Linked DNA regions of Mus musculus: all the other regions are linked to region 2. A link is a contact called in public Micro-C data. All regions are on one chromosome and are shown on one strand. Each heading gives the region's core, a stretch centred on a gene start, on an enhancer-like site or on the middle of the called end of the contact. The rest is flanking DNA. Distances are from core to core; before and after follow the strand shown.

Evidence for each region. A called contact is a pair of places that touch in the nucleus more often than the background predicts.
Region 1: a contact with region 2 is called in a Micro-C map of embryonic stem cells, with 4 times the contacts expected there. The contact joins the promoter of Ppm1e here to the promoter of Hsf5 in region 2. A contact is called at or near these places in 2 of 39 promoter capture datasets (liver and pre-B cells) and 1 of 484 Hi-C or Micro-C datasets (embryonic stem cells).
Region 3: a Micro-C map of embryonic stem cells shows a contact between it and region 2, with 3 times the contacts expected there. The contact joins the promoter of Dynll2 here to the promoter of Hsf5 in region 2. A contact is called at or near these places in 3 of 39 promoter capture datasets (cranial neural crest, maxillary cranial neural crest and second pharyngeal arch cranial neural crest) and 1 of 484 Hi-C or Micro-C datasets (embryonic stem cells).

Annotation. Positions count from the first base shown.
Region 1 is chr11:87,357,467-87,360,317 of GRCm38.p6, forward strand. Ppm1e (protein phosphatase 1E (PP2C domain containing)) reads right to left here and starts at 1,528. Exons shown (of 7, transcript NM_177167.4): 1 at 983-1,528. The coding sequence starts at 1,437. It overlaps Gm33937 (a long non-coding RNA gene), which reads left to right and starts at 63. Exons shown (of 5, transcript XR_003949755.1): 1 at 63-427; 2 at 560-1,404; 3 at 2,379-2,476; 4 at 2,698-2,802.
Region 2 is chr11:87,615,859-87,618,871 of GRCm38.p6, forward strand. Hsf5 (heat shock transcription factor family member 5) reads left to right here and starts at 1,306. Exons shown (of 6, transcript NM_001045527.1): 1 at 1,306-2,047. The coding sequence starts at 1,414. Mtmr4 (myotubularin related protein 4) reads left to right here. Exons shown (of 19, transcript NM_133215.2): 19 at 1-444.
Region 3 is chr11:87,986,002-87,989,159 of GRCm38.p6, forward strand. It overlaps Dynll2 (dynein light chain LC8-type 2), which reads right to left and starts at 1,532. Exons shown (of 3, transcript NM_026556.4): 1 at 1,242-1,532.

The sequences.
Region 1 (2,851 bases), core at 278-2,777, 260 kb before region 2:
AGCCCCCTCCAGGCTTTGGAGAAATCCAGGAAGTGGGTTTGAACTTAGCCGCAGTGAATCTTGCGATAGTAAACTTTTGGGGTGGTCAGAGTAACACCTTTCATTACAACTATTAGCTGAATGGCAAAAGACTCTCGGGTTTCCCAGTGTTTGCAGAGGCATTATTTCAGAACAATTCCATTTGGAAAGAAACGCGATTGTAAACCGTTTCTATTTCAAGCCCATAAAAAGCAGAACTCGGATGAAAGGCAAAGCCTTGACCTTTCTATTTTAGACTTGCATCTGGGTAGCTAAGCCATCTGCTTTTCTCCCACCTCCCACCCCATCTACTTAATGGACTGAAAATACTGCACTTAATTGCAATTTTATCCAACCAGGCTGACTTTTCTGACTTACGACCTCGTCTTTTCACCTAACGGCTTGCTCGGTAGGGTTTTACTTACCCTTCCTTCCCAATTCCTCCCTACCGCTCTCAATTATATGCTGTCAAATGTCTGCAAAGTATGATACTAGGCTCTCACGTAAGAAAGCCATCTATAGAGCCTTTTCATTTCAACAGTGAGCGCCTGACGGAAAATCTAGGGGTCTGGGCTCCTCTGGGCACCGACGGTATTAGCTTTGTTGCGGTTATGTAGAAAGGCACCTCTTACTGCCTGTAAAGGAGTCGCGCGTCCCCACCGCCCAACAAGGAACGCAGCCCGGGAAAGGACAGACAGACGAAGGTGGGAGGAAACCCCGGGAAGAAAGGCGCAGGGAAGAATGGGGAGCCCAAGACGGGAGGGAAGACCTTGGCAGGAAGGTTCTGGAGGAAGGTGTGCGAAGTGGCCGAGAAGCTGGCCGAGAGGGCCAGCGAAGAGGGGCCGGGGGCAGGCGGGGGGGACCCCGCCCGGGTGCCCCGCGGGGACATGGGTAGCGGGGACGGGAACCCAGGCCGGCACCCCGGGGATGGCGGCCCACCCGCGGCCGAGCCCCGCTACTTAACTATTTGTAGAGCTGCTGCAGGCACAGGTCCAGGCTCTCGCCCTCCACCTCCTCTCGGGTGATGCGCTCCGACAGCGGCCGTGGGAGCGGGGGCAGCGGTGGCAGCTGGGGCTGCGGCGGTGGCGGCACGGCCGAGTGCCCCGGGGCAGCCGCTTCCTCCTCTTCCTCCTCCTCGCCCTCCGTCGCCGTCTCCTCCTCCACCGCCTCGTCTTCGGGCTCGGGGTCTTGGTCCTGCTCCCCCTCCTCGGTCGCCTCTACCGTCGCAGCGTCCTCCCCCGGTTCCTCCCCCGAAGCCTCGGCCGCCTCAGCCGCGACTAGCTCGGCTTCGGGCTCGGGCTCGGGCTCGGATTCGGGTTCGGGCTCTGGCTCGCCGCCACCGCACGGTCCGCGGAACTCGCCCAGGAACAGCTCCAGGAAGCGCCGGTAAGTTTTCTCCTCAGGGATGCAGCCCGCCATCGTTGCTCATGCCCCGAGGTCCACCGGGAAGGGGGTGGGAGGTGAGCCCAGGAGGAGGAGGGGGCTGCTTCGGAGCCTCGCCTCCCGCTACGGAGGGGGAACGGCCGCACGGGCACCGGCGATCAGCACTGGGTTGCCTGGAGAGGGCTCCCGCAGGCGTGCGCGCCACCGAGCTCGGACGTGCGCGGCCCGGGGGCGGGGGCGGAGCGCGCCACCCCGCTCCGGTCTGGAGGGAAAGTTGGTGGCGGGCGCGCGCACAGGGTCCAGCGGCGGCCCACCCGCAATCCCTACCGAGAGCTCAGCCCACGCTGCCTAGAGACTGTCGCCATGGCAACCGGTTCTAATTAAGAATTCCAAGGTCCCTCCCGTCGAGTCTGTGGAGTGGTAAGGACGCTGGACTCCTGCACTCCAACTTCGAATGGTCTTTGTGGGGTGAAGACCCTAGTTTCATGATAAGCACTGAGACATCTCTGTTGGTTCCACCAGGAGTGTACTGACTTCAGTTTCCTTATCTGCTTGCCTTGCCGTAGTATATCTCTTGATCCGATGGCACGCAGTAAACACCTTTTACTAATGATATGTGTTGAAAAAGTAAAGGTCCAGGCACGAGCACCCAAAAAGGGTAGTTTCCTTTGTCTAGGTTCTTTCGTTTGATTCTATGTATCCTCCTTTCTCAAAAAGATGAACGTGAGAAATTAAACAGTAATTCGCTTGCTTAAAAGTCAAGACTTTCTAGCTGTGGCATTGGTGTTAGAGCCCCTTTCAAAGTCTCCAAAGCCTTTAGAATCTTTCCCCTTAACTCTGCTCTATGAAAATCTAGCTGTGCCTCGTATCTACACAATGTCTTATTTATATAGGGCTTTGCAGTTTACACGTGTTCGTCTCTAATCCTCACAGCCTTTTAAGGCAAAGGTTATTACCGTTAGGATTCTGTTTTACAGATGAGGAAACAAGCCTTCAAAACAGTGACTTTGCTCAAGGTCAAAAGCAAGCGATGCAACAAGAATTCAATCCGAGATTGAAGTGGTAGATTTCACTTGTAAGTTTTCCATCACCCAAAAACCCCTGCTTAGTTTCTGTATAATGCATGTCATTATATTATATTATCCTACCATATAATCCGTATTTTGTCTATATTTTGTTTGTTCTTCCCCACCACCTCCTGTGTCTCTTCTTACTCCCTCCCCCAAGCTAGAACTGAAATGACTTTAAATTATTCTAATTTTCTTACCAAACTATAAACAAACCTATTATTTTCAGGCTTCATGGTGATGATGTTGGTGGTGGGTGCTTTGAAGATGCTGTGCTGTACAGCTGTATGGATGATAGCATCATTGCTGCATACTACCACGTCCACGGCAGCATGTAATTCAGCACAAACATAGTGATTTTTCCCCTCTGCTTTGAAAAAACA
Region 2 (3,013 bases), core at 56-2,555:
GGAGATTTTTTTTTTGTGTGTGTGTGTCTGAGAAATTCCTAAGATCAATGAAAGAGTGATAAACTATTTGTCTCTGATACATAAAATTATTTTAAGCATTTTCTCAATCATTAAATGTTACTGCCAGTCATAAGTGGCTTTTTAATTACCAGTTTTCATTGCACTTCACTCTGTTTTCAGGGGGATTGGGGACATTCGGGGAGACTGTATCTGTCTACTTTGTGTGACTGTTTTGAGGGACTGTCCCATCAGTGAACAGATTGCATGGCCTTGGAGAGAGACTCTGGGCTTCTGGCTCAGATGTGTGCATCCTTTTAGAGCTGTTGTGGGTGTAAGTGACATGATGTGGCCAAAAATCCAAACTGTGCAGTTGCGTTGTGACAAACATGCAATGTGCTGTAAAAACTCAATACAGTTCAAATAAAATCTCTATATTAGTGCTGCTTTGTTGGGTCTTTTTATTTCTTACTGGTATTGGGATTGAGTCTAGCTTAATGGATAAAGCGTTCGCCACTGGACTAGCCTTGTTGTACACCGAGTACTGGGGAGCTAAAGGCAAGAGGAATAAGGCAAGTTTAAGGTCCAGGCTGGGCTTTATAAAAAAAACCAAACCAAACTAGTACCCATGGGTAGTCCCTCTTGTATTTTGGGTTTGTTGAGTCCCCATTCAAGTGAGGTTCATTTCTTTCTTCTCTGGGAGATCATAGCTGGTCATTAAGCACATACTTATCTTCTTTATTCCCTTCTGCCAGGTACCAAGGACCTCATCTAATTTGAATTTAAGGTGTGTTTTTTTTTAAGGTGTAACTATGCTTCTGTATACAAGATGAATGAGTTCATGTACTACAGTTACAGTATGTACCCCCAGCCCCCAACCCCTGTCATTTTTATTTGAAGAGAGCAGCAGTTCGACTGTTAGGGAAGACTGGAGTGGGTTCCTCTGTTCTCAGGAACCATTAGCTGTGTATCGCCTGAGTGCACTCTGCGTTCTGAAACCTCCGCTGGCCGTCCTGTCCTGCTGGAGCCCCTCAGAGTTTGCCTAACCGGCCGCCCGCTTTCTCCTCGGGAACCGTGGTTCCCTGGCGTGCTGCCCTCCTGGGAACAGACAGAGAGGGGCCGGTTCTGGAAGGCACGCGAAGGTAGCCTTGTGTCGCAGTGTCCCCGCTGCTGCCCTCGAAGGCGTGCATCCCAACCGAGGGGGAGGGCGGGCTCGCGCCCCGTCGGCCACCACGCGGCGGGAACTCGAGGCCCCATTGGCCACACCGGAGGGCGTGCCGGGACTCGTGCGCCAACGGTCCGGGCCTCGGCGGCCGGGCGCTGGCAGGAGGGGGCAGGGCGCAGCGAAGGCCCGGGGGATCGAGAACGGTGGGAGAGCCAGGCTCGGCGGGGCGAGGCCCAGGGCCCGGGCGGGCGATGGAGGAGGCGCTGCTGTCCACCCCCATCAACCCCAACAACTTCCCCGCCAAGCTGTGGCGGCTGGTGAACAGCCCTCGGTACCGCTCCATCCGCTGGGACGGCCGAGGCGAGGGGCTGCTCATCGACCAGCCGCTCTTCGAGGCCGAGCTGCTCAGCCCGCCCGGCCCGGGTGCCGGGGGCGCGGGGGGAGCCGGGAGCAGCGGCGGGGGCGGCGGCAGCGGCGTCGGGGCGGCCGGGGCCGAGCCGGAGCTCTTCAAAACCACCAACTTCACCAGCTTCATCCGCCAGCTCAACCTCTACGGCTTCCGCAAGGTGGTGCTGGGTGGGCCGGGGGCGGCGGGGCCCGGGCCCGGGCCTGGGGCTGGCGGGCCGGCGGGCGACGGGCCACTCCACCACTTCCACAGCCCGCATTTCCGCCGCGACCAGCCTCAGCTGCTCGTTCACCTCAAGAGGCTCACCAGTGCCAACAAGGCCAAGCTGGCGGCCGGACTGGAGGTGCCCTGTCGCCCGCCCAACCGCTTCCAGCGGCTCCTCATCACGTCAGCCTCCGCCTCGGCCTCAGCTTCTACCTCCCCGCTGCAGCATCAGGACCCGCCGCCCCAACCTGCTGGGCCTCGGCCAGAGCAGCATGGTGAGTGTGTGCCACCTAGATCCTCGCTTTCCATCAAGCACGTGGGCGGCAGGGCGCAAACACCGTTTCTGCACAACCCCAAGACTAGGTCACATCATCCCCACTAGCACTTGCTTTTCCTCTGGCAAGAGTCCGTAAGCATCTCCCTAGTCCGGGTTTAGCTGCAAAAAGGACATGGACTTGACGCTTGCTTTCCACACTTCTCTAAGAGAGTGAGCCCCAGGAGCTAACCTACTCCCAAAGCTCTTGAACCATTTACCTGTACCTAGTCTCTCCACTGTATTTATCAAAGCACTGGGTGGGAGAGGCCTCCACTGTCCCATAGTCAAAAGAACAGGCACTCTACAGGTTGGGTGCGAAGGAACAAAGTCACCAGCAAGAAAACTTAAGGCATTATTTATTTACCCAGCCAAGGAAAAGAGGGACAGGTCTCTGGAGTGCACATTTGTTCAGAGACAGGACACCTTCCACTTATTGACATGAATAGAGCGGTAGACACTGTTTATGCATAATCTAAGGGGCAAGGTTTGATCCAGTGTAGAATAGAACCAGTTTACTAATACTTGGAGTTTGATGCCCTACTTGAGATGTTATGGTTGGACAGACATAAAGCAAAACGGCTAAAAAACGAAACAAAGACCAGATGTCAAGGCTTAAGTTTAAAAGAATTTTAGAACACACACGTTTATAGTTTATTGGCATTTCACAATTATTCGGGATCGGGGGAGGGGTAGGGGGGCTGTGTAAATATTCAGTGAAAAGTTAAGAGCCCTGTGGTCACAGTATTTCATGCACTTGATTTGAAGTGCCTTTCTGCACTCTTAAACGGGTGAGGGTGGCGGTGTCCCCTTGCTCTATATGGAGGCCACAATAGACAGCTGTACCAAGAAAGCAACAGGATACAATAATCAGAATTTGGATTTTTTTTTTCACCTTCACATAGAAGACTAGTAGAAACAATTTTCA
Region 3 (3,158 bases), core at 282-2,781, 370 kb after region 2:
GGAGTCTGTGGTGTTGAAGGAAAGGTCGAGTGATGCCTATTCAAGGCCGACTAGCTCTGTGACCTTGGGCAGCCAATCATGTTTAAAAAATAATGGCTGAAATGAGAGAAAAGGAACAACCTCCACGAGGCTTGGGAAGAGAAAAAGGCTGATGTGATGAGACCTTTCTAGAAGAAAAAAAAAAAAAAAAAAACAATGTCACCTGGTGGCCTATTCCAGGTTCCCACTCAGAAGGGGGCAGTGTTTACAAATCCAGAGGTTGGGGGTGGAGCCTGGCTACAGACAACGAAGTATGAAACTGGCACCATTTTGCCAAAAAAGCTCACCTGCTTCACCGCCTCCTCCCCAAAGTCCGAAGGATCAACTTTGTCACAGTAATTAAAAGCTATCTTACTCTCTAACAGAGAGAGCCTACGATTACATAATGCTGGTCTTGTGACTACAATGCCACGATTCTTCACCCTTGGCCCCTCAGGCGTCGCAGAAAGGTGAGGCCCAGCCCTGGCAACCCCTATCCAAGGTACCAGTGAGAAAAGGCTAGGGAGCCAGACGCCCAGCGATCCTTTCCTAGGGAGGTGGGGGGAGGGGGCGGAGCTGGGCCTCCAGATAAAAGGATGGCCAAAGGGCCCCAAGCCAGCTTCCTGAGTCACGAGCCAGGAGCTCCTGTGAAAAACGCAAAAGGAGCACTCCAGGACAGTTCTCAACCTCTGTCCCTGGTCTTGCGACAAAAAAAGAAAAAAAAGGGGGGGGGGGCTAAGCCTCCAAATGACACGGACCGCCCTGCACCATTCTTTAACACGTACAAACGTTATTGCCTCGTTTCGGATTTCCAAAGGGACCGTAACCCCTCGTCCCAAAACACCGCCCCCACCATCTTTTCCTCTAGCGGGCAGGGACCCCCGAAGGGCAGCACCTGGGAAATGAGAAAGCATCCACCTCCCCGCCGCCCTCCGGATCCGCAGGCCGCAAGCCGGTCCTCCGCCCTCCCCCGCCAGGCCTGGAGAGGCGCCGGAGTGACCCGGCGACCTCGCTGCAGGAAGGACGCCCCGAAGGGTGGCGGCGGGAGGAGCCGCGTCGAGCCCGAACCCGCACTGGCTGCCCGCGCTCCCCGGACCGGAGAGGCCTCCGTGCACCACGGCTGGCTCCCCTCCCCGGGGCTGCGGGGCCTCCAGCCAGGGCACGAGGGTCTCCAGAGCCTGGGCCGAGTCGAGCGAGGGCTGCCCCCCGGGGCCCCAGCTCACCGTCACGCAGGCGAGTCCGCACAGGCCCCTGGGGAGCAGCGCTGGGCTGAAGCAAAGCTCGAGCAGGGGCGGTGTCCCCTGGGCTCGTCCTGCAGCAGCAGCCGCTGCCGCCGCGGTATCCCCCTGCTCCCGCAGCCCCGGGGCCGAGCGCTCGCACTGCTGGTCGCCCTCCGAGCTTCCCCGGACGCCCGCGCTCCGCCTCGTGCCACCCGGCCGACCGCCTGTCTCGGCTGATACCTCGCCGTCCGCTCCGCTCCGCCGCTGAGCGCGGCCGACGCGCGGCCCTGAAATAGAGCCCCGCCCCCGCCCCCCTGCCGCGCGCGCCGCCGTCCGCGCTCCCCATTGGCTGCGCCCGCCCGGCCCCGCACTGCGGGCTTCTCCCCGCGCCGCTCTCGCTCCACATCTTGTTTCGTCCCACAATGCCTCGGGGCGGAGGAGGGGGTGGGGAAGGGGAGCTGGAGAAGGTGGGGGGAGGGAGCCGTGGCCTTAGGAGGAGAAAAGAGGACGCATACCCTGTCTGCCCAGGCCCGGAGAGGCCTGACTCGGGAGGAATACATTCCGCCCAGAAAGGAAAAGGGAGAGAGGCGTGGAGAGTCCAGTGCCAAGGAAAAAAGAATGGAGGGATGGAGATTTCAGACTCAGGAGAGAAGGGTCCCAACTTTGGAAAGAGGCAGGATAGGGTATTAGAAATCACCAGGGACAGAGGAAAATTCATTTCCCTAGGCTGGCGACACTTGAGAGAACTGTCAAGCCCCATGGTGAAATAAAGGCAACAGTCCTCAAGACCCCCCCCCCCCCGCGCCCCTGCTTTCACATTCGCTTTTGCTTCTAACTCAACCTTTGTTCACGAATCTTGAGACCTTTCTGCCTATCCATAGCTGGAACCCTAAGTACACTATCATCAAAAATACCGGAGGTACAGCCTCTACCGTTCGGGTATGGCCTTTGGGGGATAGAGGTGCGAACCATTTCTCGGGGACTCCTGTATGAGCTGTGAGGTATCTTTTAAAAAACGACTTCACCCATAGCCCTCAAATATAGACAACACACTGGGGGGAGGTGTCACACTCCTTTAATCTCAGCACTTGGAAGACTGAGGCAGGCAGATCTCTGAGACAGCAGCCCGGTCTACAGAGTGAGTTCCAGGACAGCCAGGGCTACACAGAGAAACCCTGTCTCAACAAGACAAAAAACAAAGTGTAGACAAACACAGATTCAGACCCCTTGCCAGGTCAGCTCCTTTAGACCACACATGGATGGCAGCCTTTAAAGTTCAGGAAGCAAACATTGGTGTGTGTGTGTGTGTGTGTGTGTGTGTGTGTGTGTGTGTGTGTGTGTGTGTGTGTGTGGTGTTACAGAAAAAACATCGGGATTTTTCTTCCTAAGCTTTCATTCACAAAGGGGCTATCTAAAATCTTCAGTGGGAGGTCAAATATTCTGGCCTCGGTGGACGTTAGGAAATTGCCTAGCATAGCTCCTGTGTTCACCTCTTTCTCTCCCCTCACCTAAACCATGAGAAGTCAGACTAGTCCTGGCCTTAGCCTGCCCTGTTTGGGAGTATCATAATTTAGTGTTCATTATGTGTCCAGGACAACTTGGAAAACTGTCCCCTCAGGCTTCTCCATTCCATAGCTCTGTCTTTTTCCAGTAAGGGACTCAGCCAAGCTAGGCCTGGGGTATCCCTTCATCCAGGGGGTATTCTGATGTCAGCCTGTGTTAATGAATGAGGGGTGGGGCACATGTGGGGAGGGGTGAGAGGACAGATTGTAGAGTTCTTGTGGAGAAAACTCTTAGGAAGTTCTTGGAGAAAGAGCTAATATCCTCTTTCCCCAGCCTTCATTAGCTTCTAAGATCTGAAGGTCACAACTACGATATAAGATTGTATACAAGATGTCCATTGCCCAAGGACATCTAACG